Linked DNA regions of Capsicum annuum: region 1 is linked to region 2. The links are chromatin contacts, called in public Hi-C maps. All regions are on one chromosome and are shown on one strand. Each heading gives the region's core, a stretch centred on a gene start, on an enhancer-like site or on the middle of the called end of the contact. The rest is flanking DNA. Distances are from core to core; before and after follow the strand shown. Region 1 has its middle 33 kb from the start of LOC107855591. Region 2 holds the start of LOC107855602 (LRR receptor-like serine/threonine-protein kinase RGI5).

Region 1 (3,144 bases), core at 300-2,799, 270 kb before region 2:
TCCATCCAGTGACAAGTAACGGTTAAATAATCATTTTTATTTACTGCACGACCAAGATCAGAAGTTAGGGACAATCTACATTGAATATTTTTTTTAACAATGTTGATAAATAAAAATAAAATTGTGAATGAAGTTTAAAAATATCAGACCGACAAGTACTACTAGGAATATCATTAAACATACGATTATAAATTGCTTGTAGATAATGAATAAAGGCATCAGAAGAAGGAAAACTAAAAGGCAAACAACCTACAGCTACCAATTTAACTATTTCTTCCTGATCCCTCAATTTATTAAACTTCTTTGTTACATGACTGGTTGCTGGGTTCATTCTAGTTTGCGTTGACCCACCAACATCTCCACTACCTCGTGCAATATTTAACTCTCTTTCGTGAGCTTCACCTATATGTCTAATTAACGTACTCGTACCCCCTTGCTTACTTCTGCTTCCTTATATATTTATTGACAAATATTACATTGCACCTCAGTATCTGATATACGTTCAAAAAATTATCATGCAACACTAGTTGTTTTACGAGGTCTTGGGGCACGGAGAGGACGGAAAGGGAGATTAACCGATTCAGATCTAACGTTAGCATTTTCTACTGCGGGTGTCTCACCAATATTTTCATTATCTTCGTCTAAATTAACCCCATCTACTTCATTTTCTTCTTCTATACGGTAATTTTTCTGAACTTCTACATAATCCATATCGTGAGCACCTACATCTATTTCTTCCTCAAAAGGTGTACCAAGCGGTACCGGAGGCGAAGGTACACGGGTATATCTATTGCTTGAACTACCTCTACCGCTAGTAATTCGCTTTTTACTACCACTACCGCTTTCGGGACAAAATTTTTTAACACCTTTAGTAACGAGGTTTCTTAATTTATCCATAGTATAAATTAAATTAAACTAAAAAAATTCAAAATACATAAATCTAATAAAATTAAATATTAAACAATTAATACAATAAATAAAAATGAAACGTAAGAGATGGAATGAAAATACCAAATTTTGAAAGTATCCGAAGGTTGCGACTTTAGAAACTTTCGCTCGTACTTTGTAAACGAAAAATTAAAAAATTAAAGTGAACACTTTAAGAAATTAAATATATTGAATGTTTGAGAATTGAGATTCAAGAGAGTAAAAAATTGTGTGAAAAATGATTTGAAGGTATATGGTATTTATAGAATTTTTTTGGGATTAAAAAATAATTTTTAATGTAATTTTTTTTGTTTTAAGAAATGGGCCCAAACTAGCCGTTTGGACCCAAAAACGGCTATATAGCCGTTGGGCCAACGACTAGTTTGGCCCAAAACCCTAAAATAAAAAAAAAAAAGTCATTCTGGGCTGGTAAATCAACGGTCCTACATCGGGTCGAATTAATCTAGCCTAAATTAAAATAACAGGCTCGAAACCCGAAATCCTAAATTCCTAGAACTTATCGGACTGGATCCTTTAAATATGCCAGGTAGGACCAGGTAGGCCGGATCAGCCCGGCCCACTTGACAGGCTTACTCCAAGAACAACAACAATAATAATCCCATTTCTCCTTTTTTTGGCTTAACAACCAGCCCATAACTCCGAACCATACCTGGCTCAAATCTTCACTTTCCCCTTACCCCTTAACAACGTACAACAACAATTATCAACAGCAACAACAAAACGTCAACAAACAACGGGATTCCAACAAACAACGTTAACAACAATAACCGCAACCTACAACAACACAACATTAATAACCCAAACCCGGAGACCAACGATCCGACGAAGACACAGCGACCCCCCACCAACAACCAGGCAATAACAGTCAACAATAGCAGCAACCAAAATCAGTCTCAAATCTTCTATAAATACCCATGTATGTAGAGAGAAAGGGAGAGGATTTATTTGGAAAAAAATTGGGTGTTATGGAGGCGCGTCTCTAGACTCACGCAACCAAAATTCCGGTGAAATTGAGTTAAAATTCGGTGGTGAAAACTTCATCGTCATAGGCTCATCGCCCCGTTCGCTCTTCTCCTTCTTGGCGTTAACATCGATTTTCATAAGTAGTCGTAGTATTATGTGGGATTGATCGCTGTAGACGGCTTCGAAAGCCATAGGTTGTTGTGATGAAATTGTGGATAATGCGTTGAGATGATATTCTTGTTGTTCTGGATCTCACGATTCTCGTTGTCACTGTTTCGGTTTTCAAATTTCGGAAAACGATGTCATCAAGTTGGTTCTTTTTCAATATTTAGTATGCTTGCATCCATATATGTTCTGTTAGGATTTGTTGGAGTAACTATGTGATCAATTTAATCTTTCACTTTGTATAATGCTTATCGTCGTCCTTTGCTTTGTTGGTATTGTTTGTATCTAGATTTAGTTGACGAAGTGGTCATGGGTTTGTTTTGCGCGTATATCTTTCCCGAGAGAAGTCTGCTTGTCCATTTTTAAAAATTGCTATTTTGATAATAATTGTTAATGACAAGGAAAAAGACACAGCACTAAAAAGGAATGCTCAAAAGTTATTCTTGCAAATCTTAGGGATATTTTGTGGTCTATGTTTTGAATATGGAGCTAGGAGGGGAGAAACTAATTATTAAGTAGTTGGCATATCATTACTATAATGTTGGGATTAGTCATACACTGCCATATCACGCTCCCATTTCAATTATCTTACTAATTAATACTAACACTTGTTTGAATGGTTTTCACCTATTGTTGTATAATTTCGTATTTCATTATATTCACATATATTGTTTTGTTTGAAGACGGACTAAAATGATTCCAATGAAAAGTAGCTTTATATGATATGTTAATCATGTTGGCTACTTGAAATTGCTACCCCCTATTACTCCATACAAGTTAATTCTAGAGTTAATAGTGAATACGTACGAATAACAAATTTTTACGTGTTGCTTTCTTGACTAGTTATATTAATACTATTTGATACACGCTAATTCTTATATTTTTCTTGATGCATGGGACGTTGACTTGAGTCTCAACGGACTCCATTCTCTTCATTCCGCAATGGGCCAAAGAGGCCTACATCTTCTACAAGTCCCAAATACCTTTATTTTTGAAGAAACAAGGCTGGTATACACTTGATATACGCCTGATATACGCCTGATATACGAGGTTTGTAGGTTAATGATG
Region 2 (2,953 bases), core at 85-2,584:
AAAAAAAAATACTCTTCTTCTTAGACATGGTCTATTTGTATGATTTCTTTTATTTTATTTTTTTTGCTTATAAAGGATAAATAGAGAGGCAGAAACTTATTTGCTTAGTTATTTATGATAGATCGATCAAGCAGAGACATCAGATAATAAAAACTGACTGCAAGCTTACGATTAACAATTATTATACTGCATTCCATCAGTTATATTGATTGATTGGAATGTTAGCTTGTTGATCGTGATAAACTTTGTGTAGAAAAATTGATAATTATATTTGCAAATAGAAAAATAATAAATATAAAAGTTTTATCGTGTTATCAAGAGTTTAAATTGTGCAAGTAGCCTATTATAAAATGCAAGCAAAATTGAGTATAATAGACATAATTAATATGATTCAGTCTTTTATCAAACTTGTGTGTACAAACAGGGCGGATTCAGGATTTTCAGTGAGGGGTTCAGTAGTATATATACGGATTAGTTGAAGGGGGTTCAGCCTCTATAATTTATACATAAAAAAAAAAAAATTTATCATATAAAAATAATATAATTTTTTGATGAAGGAATTCGGATAAACCCTGAAATACATGTACATTCGTCACTGCGTACGAGTAGCCTAATGCATTGAGTTGCTGTACTTTTTAGTTTTTACTCCACGTAAGAGATAAAATCTAACAATTATAGTTTGAAGTTGAATTATTGTGCCTGATTTAGCTTTTTCTAATCAAAATCAGATTTTTATTAAAAACAGTGTCTTGTTAACCACACAAAAAAAGTCATATATTAGAACTAGTCACCAATTTTTATTCCAGCAATCTAATTAATTTGATTAATTGTCTCTAACAAAAATTGTGTTGGAACAGTTATAATTTATGAACCCATCCAAATAATAAAATGGAAATGAAGAAGCAACCAAACAATTATTTTGCATTTTATAAAATCCTAAAACTAGGATGTCCCAAAGATAATGTGAGAATACGTCATTAGATATTATATGTATGTATGAAATGCATCTATATTACATTTATTATAAAAGGCGAATACACTATTATTATTTATATATATATATATATATTCTAGCTTGTAAGCAAACATTTGCCGTTTAAAGGGAGTTTCTAGAATTACCAAAAGAGAGAAACAGGTCGAATTTACAATATGCCTGCAGCAAATGATCTTGAGAATAATTAAGCAGCATTAATACACCACTAAATGGAAATTTTCGGTCCTTAACTGTCCCTTATCTCTAGGACTAGCACTTACCCCCCCTTTTTTTTTTTTTTTTTTTTTTTTTTAAAAATGTCTATAATTGTTATCAGTACAATTTGGAATTTAGTCCAAAACCAAAAAAGAAATATAAATAAAACAAAAAATAAACAAGTACCATTTGGTATTCATAAATTATTGTGGCGCTACAAATCACTTTGTTCAATAAAAACTTTTAAAATAAACTCTTTTGCTGTTTAAATATATAGCTCCGTTTGTTTGCTCTTTAGTTTCTCAAGAACTGTCACTCACACTCAATCCTCTCCACCACCGTCAACCACCACCAACCACCGTCCACCGGCCTAATGAAACACCAAGAAAATGCGAAAATGACAAAAGCTTTTAGTTCATGCTAGTGACCATCTTCACCATCACTACCACCATTAGTAGCTAACTAGCTAACACCGCCGGGTAGGGCGGAGCAAGGAGGAGGAGGAGCTCATTATCTCCGGTAAGACAACTCACACAGTTACTTTAATAGTAGTAGGAGTTTAATATATGTTCCATAAAAGATACACAAGAACTGTTATGTTCACATGCATGGTGTGTAGTTTTTTTTTGAACAAGTTTAGTGTGAGTTTGAAGTAACTTACTTTAGTGCTTCACATGTATATTGTCTCTCCTTAGAGTAAACTTTCAAACACCACCACCATTTTTCTACAACCCCATTTCTTGGTTTTTGATTTTCACTCAAACAATGGAGAAGAAAAGCCACTATTTGTTCACTTACCCTTCATGTCATATCTTGTTTTTCTTGTTATTTTGGTTAAGTTTGAGCCCAAAGATTGTAGTTTTAGTGAGTTGTGTTTCACCTGATGGACAAGCTTTGCTTTCTTTGCTTAAAGCAGCTGACCCTTATGCAAAATCATCATCTTCTGTGCTTTCTTCTTGGAACCCTTTAAGTTCAACTCCATGTTCTTGGCAAGGGATTACTTGTTCTCCTCAAGAAAGGGTTATTTCACTTTCTATTCCTAATACATTCCTAAATCTCTCTTATTTGCCTTCTGAACTCTCTTCCCTTTCATCTTTGCAGCTTCTTAATCTTTCTTCCACTAATATTTCTGGAACTATCCCTCAATCTTTTGGTTCTTTATCTCATCTTAGGCTTTTGGACCTTTCTTCTAATTCTCTTTCAGGTTCTATTCCATCAGAACTTGGTAAGCTTAGTTCACTTCAGTTCTTGTTCTTGAATTCAAACAGATTGACTGGTAAGATCCCACCAGAGTTGGCAAATCTGTCTTCATTAGAAATCTTTTGTCTTCAAGATAATCTCCTCAATGGGTCAATTCCATCACAGTTAGGGTCCTTGGTGTCACTCCAGCAGTTTAGGATTGGGGGAAATCCATATTTGACTGGGGAAATTCCTGCACAGTTAGGTTTACTCACCAATCTCACAATGTTTGGTGTGGCGGCTACCGGTCTTTCTGGTGTTATTCCGCCTACATTTGGGAATTTGATCAATCTTCAAACACTGGCTATTTATGATACTGAAGTATTTGGTTCGATTCCGCCTGAACTTGGGATGATTTCAGAGCTGAGATACTTGTATCTACACATGAATAAGCTCACTGGTTCGATACCTCCTCAGTTGGGTAAGTTGGAAAAGCTTACTAGCTTGCTTTTATGGGGAAATTCATTAACTGGACCTATCCCAGCTGAAGTTTCGAATTGCTCTTCACTTGTGATTCTTGATGTT

Evidence for each region. A called contact is a pair of places that touch in the nucleus more often than the background predicts.
Region 1: a Hi-C map of bud shows a contact between it and region 2, with 4 times the contacts expected there. The contact joins the enhancer-like site here to the promoter of LOC107855602 in region 2. A contact is called at or near these places in 2 of 5 Hi-C or Micro-C datasets (bud and leaf).

The regions. Positions count from the first base shown.
Region 1 is chr4:195,385,231-195,388,374 of UCD10Xv1.1, reverse strand. No RefSeq gene overlaps it. Among protein-coding and RNA genes, the nearest start is that of LOC107855591, 33 kb to the left of the region's middle. Within about 2 kb of position 1,549, at least 5 of the 5 cell types and tissues checked have an H3K27ac peak or open chromatin away from gene starts, as enhancers often do. A contact at or near this core is called in bud and leaf, where this site is marked.
Region 2 is chr4:195,114,812-195,117,764 of UCD10Xv1.1, reverse strand. It overlaps LOC107855602 (LRR receptor-like serine/threonine-protein kinase RGI5), which reads left to right and starts at 1,334. Exons shown (of 2, transcript XM_016700616.2): 1 at 1,334-2,953. The coding sequence starts at 1,955.